2 separate regions of the Drosophila melanogaster genome follow, and region 1 is linked to region 2. A link is a contact called in public Hi-C data. All regions are on one chromosome and are shown on one strand. Each heading gives the region's core, a stretch centred on a gene start, on an enhancer-like site or on the middle of the called end of the contact. The rest is flanking DNA. Distances are from core to core; before and after follow the strand shown. Region 1 holds the start of Arl4 (ADP ribosylation factor-like 4). Region 2 holds the start of pan (pangolin).

Region 1 (6,440 bases), core at 1,411-3,910, 110 kb before region 2:
ACTGAAGCTGAATACTGTAATGAATATTAATCCAATACAGTCATTTATGAAATTTATTATATGATATTTTGTACATACCCTGCAGTTCCACAAGTCATCGGCTCCGCCAGCAAAGCCAACTGTTTCGGCTGCAGAGCCGACGCTCTCCCGACTATCGATGATATTCCAAATAAATTCATTTCTGTTTTGTTTCTTGTCGACTGCTAACCAGACGCTCTCAGTCGCCGAGCGCATAGGTGTCGTAAGAAGCGGAACATGCAAAGACATTATATGTATCTTGTTTGAAGGGAGGGGGACGAGTAATAGGGAAATAACAATAATAGCTAGATTTTTGTGACAAGTAGACGAGATTTTAATTGAGTGCCAGTGTTTATAAAAATGGTAGTGTTTTCGAATTTAATTCAATAATCCAGGCAATTCCATCAATGGATTCATTTTACAAGCAACAACGCGTCCTACTCCCTGAAGAGATCATTTAAGGTACATTTTTCGTAATACATTGTTGTATACATAATATAAATAATATATTTAGCTTTAAGGTTAATCGGACATGTGGACCCCATATTCCAACTCAACTAAAAAGAAAGTGGCCCTAACTCCGAAGGACAACAAGACGCATTTTATATTTATTTGTAATATTATTTAAATAATAAACAAAATTTAAAAAAAAAATTATCACTTCAAAAAGGGGTTAGGATTAAATGAATAAACAGCGGTGAAAAAGCGAAGAATACACCGATGATTTACCGTTTTAAATACGCTTAAAAAGCGGTGATTAAAAGCGATGATTTTGCGCTTTTTCAGCGGTGTTTGTGCGAATTTTTTCATAGCGGTGACTGCCAATGTTTAAAACATCGCCGATTTTCATACAAAGCGCTCTTTATCGCTCTTAAGCGGTGATTCATCGGTGGGCGGAAATGCAGGGTAGATTCGGCTATTACTTTTTCTATGCTATATTCTTTTATTATCATGTAAGGGTAATGAAAAACCAGAATTTTTTACATGGTGCCAATTGATTAAAAGTAAAATACACTTAAAATCTAAGAACTTGTAAAGTGAAAATAAATCAAATATACAATGCATACAGTTGTCGAGTGTCAATGTATGCGTATAAGAAAGCTGCCACAGGCGGAAGTGTTCCGACTGTCGTTTGCCCGTTACTAGCTAGTGTGAATGCGAACCAGAAATTTCATCATTTTTCTGGGATATCGATAGATATTGAGGAATAAATGAGAAAACAATTCAACATTTTTTTAAAAGTGTAGAGGTTTTGTTGGTGGGCGTGGCAATAAGTTATTACAATACAATATACAATTTTTCAAAAATGTGGGCCAGCCAGTCTTGGGCGGCTTCAGACTTTAGACTCACAGGACTAATAAAATTATGAAAAAATGTTAAACCTGGGTTTAACGCGGCGATGCAGTTTTGTGCGGTTTTCGGGCGTTTGAGTATGCTTGATAATCAAAACAAGACTAATGAAATTATGAAAACATCGAAAAGTGGTTCAAATCTGTGGGCTTGGCAGTTTTGTGCGGTTTGTGGGCTTTAGAGTGAGTGTGTCAACATGGGTCAACAAACTTGCGCTGCGTCAATGTCTCTATAATCTGTATGCTGAATCTCAATCTTCTAGCTTCTATAGTTCCTGAGATCTCGACGTTCATACGGACAGACGGACATGTCCAGATCGACTCAGCTATTGATCCTGTTCAAGAATGTACATTATATATGTATATAATTTATATGGGCTTTCTTCTGCCTGTTACATACTTTCAACGAATTTAGTATACCCTTATACTCCATGAGTAACGGCTATAAATATATATCAAAAATGTATATATGTATACAAACTAATATTGAAGGCCTTAGCAAGACTTCTAACACACCAGAAAACAATGACGAGAATTGCATAAACATGCAAAAATTCGATGAGCTTCGGTTATTATGTGTGCAATACTTGCTTTTTACAAGTTCCGGTCAGAATTATAGTTTGAGGCTATATGAGAATACACAGCGTACGCACTTTAACCCTTTTCATATATTCTATAGACGACTATGGTTTTTATAAAAAAAATTTAAACACAAATGTATGAAACTCTAAATAATTGGATTGTTGTCCTGTTGTTCATTTGTGAAAATTGGTCTATCCACTTTCAATTGATCTTTGCTTGTAGGCAATAACCGCTGACGAAACAGTTCGATGGCTATTCAAAATCTTGTAATGCCTAAGCTTGACCATATCAGAAAGTTCAATTACAATCGAAACTCAAAACATCGACAATAGACCTAATTAACAGAAGTATTTGAAATTGATCACATATATTATTAGATTACTATAAAATCTGGATTTTGAACTTAAATAGACTTTAAGATAATTAAGATGTTGGATAATTGAAATATGTATATTCTTAACCAAATGTTTGCTTTACTTCACTATTAACAACAAAGCACTTAAAATGTATCTAAAAACAAAACAAATATTCAACGACACAACTGCTTTGGAAATGTATGCTCACCTAGTGCAAGCGGGCATTCGATATAAGCAACGTAATCGAAACAACTTACAGTACTCTTGTTCTAGGGTTCCATAATTGGAGCATAGTGTGAGCGAAGTGTAATTTAAGCTACATCAAATTATTTAATCGGTAACAGTGTGTTATCGAATTAAACGAAAATATAATGAAGTAGGAGTAATGTAAAATCGACAATATTTCATTGAAGAATGGGTGCTACAATGGTAAAACCGTTGGTAAAAAATGGAAATATTTTGGATGCACTGCCATCACAGGTAGTATAATGACAAATTTCAAGGATATACAAACAAAATAATTTTTTTTAAGGCAACTCTACATGTAGTTATGTTAGGTTTGGATTCTGCGGGAAAAACAACGGCTTTATACAGACTTAAGTTTGATCAATACTTAAACACAGTGCCAACTATTGGATTTAATTGTGAAAAGGTATGTGTTTTAAAGATTCAGCTTCATTGGGTTCTTAAGCGAAATTTAAATTATTAGGTACAATGTACCCTTGGCAAAGCAAAAGGAGTTCATTTTTTGGTTTGGGATGTCGGAGGACAAGAAAAATTGAGACCACTTTGGAGAAGTTATACACGGTATTACATTTCAAATTAATTTAATTGATGTTAAAGGTTTATTAAATCACTTTTAGTTGCACTGATGGCATTTTGTTTGTTATTGATTCTGTTGATACAGAAAGAATGGAAGAAGCTAAGATGGAATTAATGCGTACCGCTAAATGTCCTGATAACCAGGTAAGAAATAACGAACATTTTGTAATTCATCCCTGCGTAAAAGAACAAACCTGCGATTTGTTCTATATTACATCAGAATAATAACGTACTGTTAAGTTAGTTTAGTTTATCAGATTCTCTAAATGTTAGTGTGTCATTCACGTCTTATACACAATGTGATTTAAATTTAAAATCAAAACAACTTATTTATTTATTAACGTAAAAAAATGAAAGGAGTGTTGTTGGACATTTTTAGCTTAATAATATTACAAAAACCAAAAAAACTTCCATATGGTTTTCATCAAAAGTCATTATACACCTCATTTTGTTGACTTCATTAAGTCGGCTTGGCTTGGAAGAAACTAAAGTTACCAAATAGGATTGGTCCACTTCCACCCACTTCTTACATAGAGCCGCTTCTAAATGTAATTTGTCGCCTATTTCCTTCCACCATTAAGTTATGCTCCAATGTATTCCACAAGTGTTCATTAAAGCCGTGTTCTTTGGGTCATTGTCCTGATAAAAGTAAAATGAAACAATTCCAAAACGATCTGTGCTCTGCTTCAGATTTATCTTTAGGATGTAAATGTACATTTTGTGTAAATTGTGTACATTGTGGTTTCGCACTTTCCTAACGCGTTTCGTTGGTACATGCAGTGGCATCCATCGTAATTTCAGCGTTTTATTTCTTTACGTATTGACATACTATGTTAATATTAATATAATAATAATATAATAATATAATATTAATATCTAATTAAAAGTAAATGTGAAACTTAAACCGATAATTTTTGTTTATTTTAAAGGGTGTTCCCGTTCTGATACTAGCAAATAAACAGGATCTGCCCAACGCTTGTGGTGCAATGGAACTGGAAAAACTTTTAGGACTGAACGAACTTTACAACCCGGTGCCTAATATATCAATGCCCTCTAGTTCCGACTCTTCTCCCACAATTAATTTAATTGGCTGTAGAGTTTCAAACCAAAGTATTACAGATAAATCTTTAGAAGAGAAAAAAGAGAGTCATCTGCATTCGTCTATGATTCACATAAAACCTGCACTTGAAAGTAAAGACCACAATTCCACGTTAAGCGGAGGAGCCTTGACAGCTTTTATATATCCGCAATCTCACAACAATTCTGCTGTACTGGATCAAAAAAACCCACAAGATGTTAAAAATGGTTTTCATAACAAAAAGATGAACAGGTCTTCATCAAATTCTGTGCAATTTAGGGGGTGGTATATACAGCCAACCTGTGCTATAACTGGTGAGGGTCTCCAAGAAGGTTTGGACGCTCTGTATGATATGATTTTAAAACGCCGAAAAATTAATAAGTCAAATAAAAGAAATCTGTAGCATAAATAATCGAACACAGTTTGGAAGTCTATCAGTGTTTTCAAATTTACTCATTTTAGCACAATTAAATAAATAAATAAAAACACAAATAATTGACGTTTTATTAGAATATAACTAAACTTTTTAAATTCACTGGTCGGTAACTTTACGGTAATGCGTTTAAAGCTAACATAATTAATAACAAGAGTTTTCAATAATGTTGACTAGCCTAGATCAAATTGATTCGATTAAAACCACATTTTAATTTTATTACCAAAAGCTTAAAAACTTTTTTAGTTTATTATACATTAAATTGTCAGAGCTTGCAATCTTATTCGGCGGTTACGAAATACACAACTATTTGTTGACTTCTATCTCCACGAATTACACTTACACTCAAGGTAAACAGAAAAATTAAATGCACCCATTCCTTGATCAACAGGTTTCGTATTTTTCGCTTTGGATTACTGCTGAGCGCTTTACGTTAAGAAGTTCGTTAGATGCTATTTTATGCGAGTGCCGCTTGCACAGCATCTTACTAAAAGTTTTTTTTGTTTTTTTAATGCATATACCCTTTTGGGTCTTTGGGAGCTATTAATGTTGTTGTTTCGTAATTCCGTCGTGAATTTTGCGATGAATTGGTAAAATGTGATAGGGATAACTATTTTTTTTTAATGAAAAAATAAATTTTAAATATGATAAAGTAAGTTTTAAAATTTTAAAAAGACGTACATAATATGGAAGTAAAATGTTAGCTAACACCTATTTTGAGACCGCGTGAATAGGTCAACCAGTTATTTGTGGGCTTAGCATTTTGTGCCATCAACAAAGGGTCCCCTGTGTTTGATTTACGTGCAAAAGGAAAGTGACAGATCAGACCAAAAGACCCAAACACTGAACCAGAGGTATAAATATGCATGTGTTCGATATTAAAATTGGCTTAATTGTTTGCACCAATAGCAAAAGTGTTCCCAAAATCTCGTTGGGAAGCTGCATAGTTGCATAGTAACCACAACAGAAATTAATTAGTAGTAATTAGTAAAAGGGCTAAAAATAAGTAAACGACATATTTAAAACATTGCTCCATTATTTTCTTAAAGGAGACCATCCATAAATACCATACATCATACTATACCTGCTGTGAAACAAGCCAATAGGCCAAAACTATCATCGATGATTTTACAACAGCAGCGAGTATAAATACTATCAGTTGCAACCCAGTTAATTTACGACCCAGATTGACTCAAAGCCATAAATATAGGAATAGGAAATAGGAATTAATGTCAAATCGAAAAAATATGAAAACTTGATCAGTACAATTTGTGATTTGAACACCAAACGGAAGGCAGTTGAGATAGTTCGATCCAATATATACTTTTTTTTAAAGCTTTATACTTCTAAACGTCGTTTTGTGTGAAAATGACGTCAGGGACAATTCTTTATATTTTCCTAAAAAGTGGTATTTAAAAGTATGAATAGGCGATGAACGTTGTTGAACGAACTATTGGTCTACTAAAAAGTAAATTCAAACGCCTTCAACGGAATATACGGGACCTGAACCATGAGAACGTGAATTTTACAATCTTTATTGGTTCATAATTTATTTATTTTAAATTATAATTTCTTATTTTATTGATATTTTAAATATATCTTACAAGCTTATTTTATTTCTTTAATAACTTTTTGAGTTCTGGGGGGTGTTCATTTTTTAACTTCCTTCCTTAGCCATCTTTTTCGTGCTCTTTACCGCGCTCATTCATAGGCTGAAACTCACTCGCTCAATCTTCTTTTGTACTTTTATCTCATCGGGAGGCTTACCGACCTTAGTTTCCTCTGCTTTATCATCGGAAAAC
Region 2 (7,029 bases), core at 1,562-4,061:
CTGATGATCCATGCCTGCTGTGTGTATGAGGCATGATTTTGACGGTTAGGTCGTATTTACCTAAATTGCAAAAGTTACATAGACTCGAAAAACTTCTTTGCACTGCAGAATAATTAAATAATCCATACTCTATAAGGGCATATCTGAAATTAAATTAAAAATGTAAAATTTAATAAATGGCAACTGCTAACATAAATAGTGAAATATAGTGTATATATTAACTACACCCGGAATTGGTAGACTAAAATGGAAAATAAGATTCTCCACTACATGTCTTCAAATCCAAATAATATATATATTATAAAATCTGTCAATGAATAAGAGTTTTGTAAAATTCTTAATTGCCACTGGGTGGAGATCGTGTTAAGTCTGGAATGCAGCAGCTTTGCTGCTTGGATTTTTATAAATACTGCTTAAACAATGTAGCGGTTAGTCGCAGGAATCCTGACAAAGAGCTGATTTCACACCAAATACATTTTATACAATGTTTTAATACATTCAAGTTGCGTTACAACTAGATTTTCTAAAGTATTAACAAATATTATTCAAATGCGTCGAAACAAAGGAGAAATAGTGGATGCGGGTAATCACCGCAGGGTGATTAGGTAAGTCGAAGTCGATTTCCACGACTTTCAGATATCCATTACTTAGCTAGTAAGAACGCTTGGTATTTATTTATTTATAAGTGGAATAAAAAACTTTTCAAAATTTGGCAACCTTTTGTGAGTATGAATAACTAATATGGAAAACAAATATGTAACAAATTTGGCGTAACCAAGCTTAAATTATTTAACTTATCATTATTTTCGATAAGTTCTAAAAATAGTTTAAGTAGTAGTTTAGTTTACAAATACTTTTAGAAGTGATAGTTTCTTTTTCCCAATGATGATAGAATATATATATATATAAATATAAGATATATATAAAAAAAAGCATTTTTAAAAGTGTTAGTGTTGTTTTGGCGTTAGAGTGGGCGTGGAAACATAGAGAGATTCCAGAAACTGCATGATCAACTTTATGCGGACAGTCAGGCAGGATATATAATAATATAACACAGCCGTACAATAATTATATTGATAGGTTCCAAAAAGTCGTTTAAAAACGATTTAGAGGTTGAGTTGGATTTGGAAATAGGGAACCGATTCACAGAACATTTATATTTTTTATTCTAAAGTAGTCACGCCAGTAATAGCGAGGTCTATCTTGTTCATCGTTTTAACATTTGTGGATATTATATTATTGTATTAATTTGTGGATATTATTACGTGCACAGTAATAATTAATGAGGTGAGGTCTATATTTTTTGAACTTGTATATATTATAACCTCTCCGAAAATGAAGAAGTCGTTTAAGTAAAATATACATTTTTTTACTCAATTTCTAAAGTCCAATCTTAACAACACTTTTATTCTGATGAAATATTGCTCGGATATGACGGATTATTTTAAATGAAAAAGTTGTATTAGAATAGGAATTTTCGTGTCTTTAAAAGCGTAGTGCAACAATTTTAATAAGTAACTAATAACTATACACATAAAAAATGTAGGTGTTATCATAATATTATTTTGTTAATTTCTTTAAGGTCTTGCAATTTACACAACAATGCATGCGGTTTAAAAATGCTTTTTATGTGTGTTCTCCATCTTCACACCTTTCCACAAAAAAAGGGCTGTAGTTACTAGAAATCTTCATTTCACAAAAAAAAAATAAATAAAAAAAAATAACCTTGCCCTTGCATTTTATTTAAAATAAAAGTTGTATCGACCTGCAAGGACAAATTCTTACTCACTTTTCTCGGAACTAAATGATTAGCAAAATGGAAAAGCGTATGTAAAATATACATACATAGCGATTTGTCACATTTCGGCTTTGGAGGCACGGCGATTTATTCATTACCTGACTGGGCCGTCGGAGATTTGAACTAAACGGATAGGTAGGCAGAACGCGCTGAGGCAAATAGCTAACTACATACTAGTTTAAGGTAACAACTTTGTCGACGCCGACAGCGGCAATAGCAAAAACAAAGCAGAATACGCATCGGCTCAAGACTAATGACACAACGAGTTTCTATTTAGAAACAAGATTGTGGTGTATCAACAGGTAGAGACGAAAACGACAGAGTCTAAACAAAAATATATGCGTAAAACAGAATACAGAAAACTGTATTTTCAGCAAATAAATAAACAAACATCAGGGTGTGTGTGAGTACTGTCGGCTCTCTGCATTCGAAGCAGAGGATCCAATGCCGTGTTTACATATACATGCATAGTTACACGTATACATATATCTATCTGATGAGTATCTACATATATGAACACGACAATGTGGTGTTAACTTTATATTTAAGTTATTAAAACAGAAAATCGGATCTGAAATTAAAATGTTCCCTGAAGAGCGAAAAAGTGCGCACGTTTGACTTTATTGTATAACTTGACCGATGACTGTGGATGTTATTATATTGAACTTAAGCAGGGACACTTACAGTGATGATTTGATTAAACAATCCGAGAGATTAGAGCAGTAAAATTTGAATCCTTTATACGTTAGTTTACTGAAAAGCTATCCACAAAGCCACAAATTTGCAGCAAACTTTTCTGTTATTAAGCACACTTACATGTGAGAAAAATACTAATTGAAAAAGGTTTCACAGTTAAAGGCATACACGCATTAATTAATCAGACACAATATTTTTGTATGTCATACATACATACGTATACTTTTTATCAACACACTTGCACGAGAATTCATTCTTGGGCCAGTCAACGAGTACCGAACGCAGCTTTGATCGCTGCTCTGCCAGCACACGAATGCCGATAAACACTCATATATATATTTGTTTTTGGCTGACATACACTTATACTAACACAGGAAGTTATATATGTTGCATATATGTATATTTATTCATCAAAGCACAATTGGGTGCACCCGCGACGGTAAGGTGATATATTTACACATTTTGTACTTTAAATCAGGCGCATAATTAATTTATACTGAAACAGGCACAAAACAAAGAATGGTACTCTAAAATAATTCCCGGTTCAAAATGTTATCAGATTTAAAACGCCGTACCACGTCTGCGTTGATCGAATTTTTTTTAAATTAGTGCTGGAATAACGACGATGGCAACTGTCGATAAGCAGGCGTGCATCGATGTTCTGCCGCGACAATTCTCGATATTTTGCTTATATCGAATGGCTCGATTAGCATTAAATAATCAAAAAAAATTATAACAAGAATTTTCATTTTTAACTTTTCAATGTTTGTTAGATGTTAAAACACAATAATAAGATTTTTTATTATTTTGGTTCGCTTAAGCTAAAGGTCGATATATTCATTTAAACTCCTAATAGCGGTTTGGGGTCATGCTTAGTTTTTAGAATGGATTATGTACATGATAAACTCATGCAGTTTTCACCCATACGCTACAATTTAAAGATATCGTATTTCGCTAATCACTGAACTTGTCGGGCATTGCCATCCTAATTTTAAAGTTTGGTTGTCGATTAACATTGTACAAATTACATCTCAAGATGGCTGCTCTTGATACGTGCAGATTTCAGAATGATACTTCGAAAATTCACCTCTCGGTGTATGTAGAATTCAGGATGGTAGTTCTTCATATGTGCATAAATCGTATGGCAGCTCCCGATATGTACAAATATCAGGATGGTAAGTTTCAAAATGTGCAAAAATCGGAAGGCACCTCCCGTGATGTGGGAGTTGCCAGGTGGCAACTCATGATATGTATAGGTGTATTTCCCATTAAACGGGCCAGCATTTGACCATTTGACCAGCATTGCCAAGCGTATTTCACCGATCCACGTCATTTTTAAAATAATCGAAATCGAAATGCGAGACCGTTTCTGAACTAGCAGTTGCCTAGCATCCTCCTAAAATTCATGAAGTTATATTGTATGGTGTGCCCCAATACAAAAATTAAAAACATTTATCAATCTTTCTTCATTTTAATTATAAAAATGTATTTAAAAACACTTGGGCCTGTTCCAATTTAACTGTGATGTTATTGATAATGGTAAACGATATCATATGATACGCACACTTTTAAAATTTGCCTTGGACCCAATTAAAAAAACTGACCGCAAGGCGGGATGATCTCGACGCCGAGATATAATGGAATCAAATTAGGCATGCAGATTCAGTTTGTTAAAAATATTTGGATGTTTGGAGAACACGCATAATAAAAAAAAGAGATCAATTTCGTACGCCCATAACTTCTGTAATGAAGCTGTAGTTCTACGTATTTTGGAAAGACCCTATGGCTTAGCCGGTCTCGAGCAACAGCATAGATATATTAGCTTTATACAAAATCATTTAAATGCTTAATTTTGTTCACTTAATTTTTAAAATTTATTTTTTTTTTTATTTATTTTGCTTTATACTAAAAAAAAAAGTCAAAAATAGTAAAATAAAACAAAATTAAGACATTTTACAAAATGATTTTTTTTTATAATTCTTGGCTCGTATCGAATAATTTCAGGATAATGAGACGTTCTTTGCTTACAAAAAAATTGGAATGGAAGATTAAAAATAATAAAATGCAAATATGAATTTACCCAAAACATTTATTCACTGCGTTTATATTTTTCTTATATATTTTTACCGTCTATGATGAAAATTAGTCGTGAGAAGTGAACCAACGCCGGCTGCATTTGTGGCGATGGTCAATAAACGTGACCAAAATACATATTGTTTCCGCTTCTATTACGAGTGACAGAAATGGTAACAATTAAAAAACTAACAAAACATAGAATTGTTTTAATGAAATTTAATTTTTATCAAGATTAGGCGTCAAATATAATAATTAAACCCCATATTAGAAATTAACTAAAACTATAATATAGAAATAATAGCTAGAGCAAAAAACAGCTTAGAACGGCTGATGCTCTTCTATTTTTTGTTATGTATTACAGTTACAAATTTGTTGGTCACGACATTTACTCTTTACTGTTTTCTGTTTATATTTTATTAAACTACAAGCGTAACTGTTCCTTTAAGGTATATTTTACAAGGATTTCGTAGTTTGTACTTCCCATAATACAAGTTGTAGATATATCCTTTGGCTCACTAAAAAGTAATCGTGTACACAGTGCTCCAAAAAATTTTCGGAACGCAGCACAATGAGAAAGCGATATAACACGGACATATTACTGCATACAGGTCTCAAATTATAAAATGACACTCGTGGCCTTTACCAACACTGGTTTCCTTTTTTCCACATACGTCGTCAACGTGATTCGACCTTTTCCGGTTTATTAGTTGAACATGGCAGTCGGCAAAAATAAAGGTCTTTCCAAGGGTGGTAAGAAGGGCGGTAAGAAGAAGGTGGTGGACCCGTTTTCTCGCAAGGACTGGTACGATGTCAAAGCTCCGAATATGTTTCAAACCCGTCAAATCGGTAAAACACTTGTAAACCGCACCCAGGGTCAAAGAATAGCATCGGATTATTTGAAGGGTCGCGTTTTCGAAGTGTCTTTAGCAGACTTGCAAAAGGATATTGATCCAGAACGTTCTTTTCGCAAGTTCCGTCTTATTGCAGAAGATGTTCAAGACCGTAATGTGCTCTGTAACTTTCACGGAATGGACTTGACTACGGACAAGTACAGGTTAGTAAACGTCTATAATGCACAAGTCTCGACTTTATATTTGTAAATGTGCACTTGCATGTATAAATGTAAATGCTTACTAACATTTCAATATTGTTTAGGTCGATGGTTAAAAAGTGGCAAACACTAATTGAAGCTATTGTCGAAGCAAAGACTGTAGATGGGTACCTCTTGCGAGTGTTTTGTATCGGATTTACTGCCAAGGATCAGCAGTCTCAGCGCAAAACATGTTATGCTCAGCAATCGCAAGTCCGAAAGATTCGTGCTCGCATGACCGACATTATTACTAATGAAGTTAGTGGTGCCGATCTAAAGCAGCTTGTTAACAAGCTGGCCTTGGACTCGATTGCGAAAGATATCGAAAAAAGCTGTCAGCGCATATATCCATTACATGATGTTTACATTCGTAAAGTAAAGGTATTGAAGAAACCGCGCTTCGATGTCTCAAAGCTTCTGGAATTGCATGGCGATGGCGGTGGCAAATCCGTGGAAGCCGTTGTTTCATCCGAGGGAGCCGTAATCGACCGCCCTGAAGGTTATGAGCCCCCAGTACAGGAAGCTGTTTAAATTAAATATGAAATGCATATTTTTTTATGTATTGCATTCAAACATAAAATACATTTCTCTACAAATTGCATAAACTATTTTCTTGGCTTGTTATATTAGTTTGTGGGCCTTTGGGAAGTCTTTCGTCTTTTAGGCATATGTTTGTTCCAGCCGTCCATCCTGAATGTGGTATGTAAATCTAACATTTTTATGCTAAGCCTCCACTTACTTGTATATTATATAGGCTACGTTTCGTAACGATCGAGGTGTATACAAAGAAGCCGAAATTCACAGGTATGTAAAGCATTTAATTTATAAATTCCAATGAGAATTAAAACGTGCAATACAGAAGCCAATTTCTTATAATTTCTTTGTCTTTAAACTTAAATTATTTAGATTGCTTTCCTATTAAAAAAAAAAACATTTTTAGCTTTTTTTTTTCGAAAATTTGAACAAATTTTTTTATATTTTCTTTAAAACATTAATCCCTTTAACTTTTTTACAAAAGTATATTTATATTACAGGCTACATATAAGTCATCTTGACGTAGCTGTAACTAGATGTATTTTACAAACATATTTGTTTTAAAGAACTTTATAAGATTTATAAGAAGGAAATTGTTGCATATATTATTGCACTTTTATTATTTAATATGATGTTGTTATTTTTCGTCTCTGTCATTTATGATGAAAGCTAAAGTGCTGAAATTCATTTGTTTAAATATAATTTTTAAATAAAAGAATTTTACTTATAAAACTTTGCTTTTTCGCAGGTATGTCGATTGAATAAAAATCAATATATACCCCAACTATGTAAGCATGTCAAACACTTTGGTGGATTCCATTTCCAATACTACTGG

What was found. A called contact is a pair of places that touch in the nucleus more often than the background predicts.
Region 1: a Hi-C map of the Kc167 cell line shows a contact between it and region 2, with 4 times the contacts expected there. The contact joins the promoter of Arl4 here to the promoter of pan in region 2. A contact is called at or near these places in 10 of 107 Hi-C or Micro-C datasets (the Clone 8 cell line, the Kc167 cell line, the ML-DmBG3-c2 cell line and 1 more).

What each region holds. Positions count from the first base shown.
Region 1 is chr4:175,609-182,048 of dm6, reverse strand. Arl4 (ADP ribosylation factor-like 4) reads left to right here and starts at 2,660. Exons shown (of 5, transcript NM_001258479.3): 1 at 2,660-2,788; 2 at 2,838-2,957; 3 at 3,015-3,112; 4 at 3,169-3,271; 5 at 4,057-4,701. The coding sequence starts at 2,720. The coding sequence ends at 4,608. lncRNA:CR46488 (long non-coding RNA:CR46488) reads left to right here. Exons shown (of 2, transcript NR_167882.1): 1 at 1-480; 2 at 533-1,520. It overlaps CG33978, which reads left to right and starts at 6,410. Exons shown (of 12, transcript NM_001272115.1): 1 at 6,410-6,440. It also overlaps asRNA:CR45198.
Region 2 is chr4:65,435-72,463 of dm6, reverse strand. pan (pangolin) reads right to left here and starts at 2,811. Exons shown (of 12, transcript NM_001258477.2): 1 at 2,483-2,811; 2 at 1-143. The coding sequence starts at 34. It overlaps RpS3A (Ribosomal protein S3A), which reads left to right and starts at 5,257. Exons shown (of 4, transcript NM_001258475.2): 1 at 5,257-5,624; 2 at 5,726-6,359; 3 at 6,415-6,464; 4 at 6,943-7,029. The coding sequence starts at 5,284. The coding sequence ends at 6,191. It overlaps snoRNA:CD-24 (a small nucleolar RNA gene), which reads left to right and starts at 6,819; the gene lies at 6,819-6,887.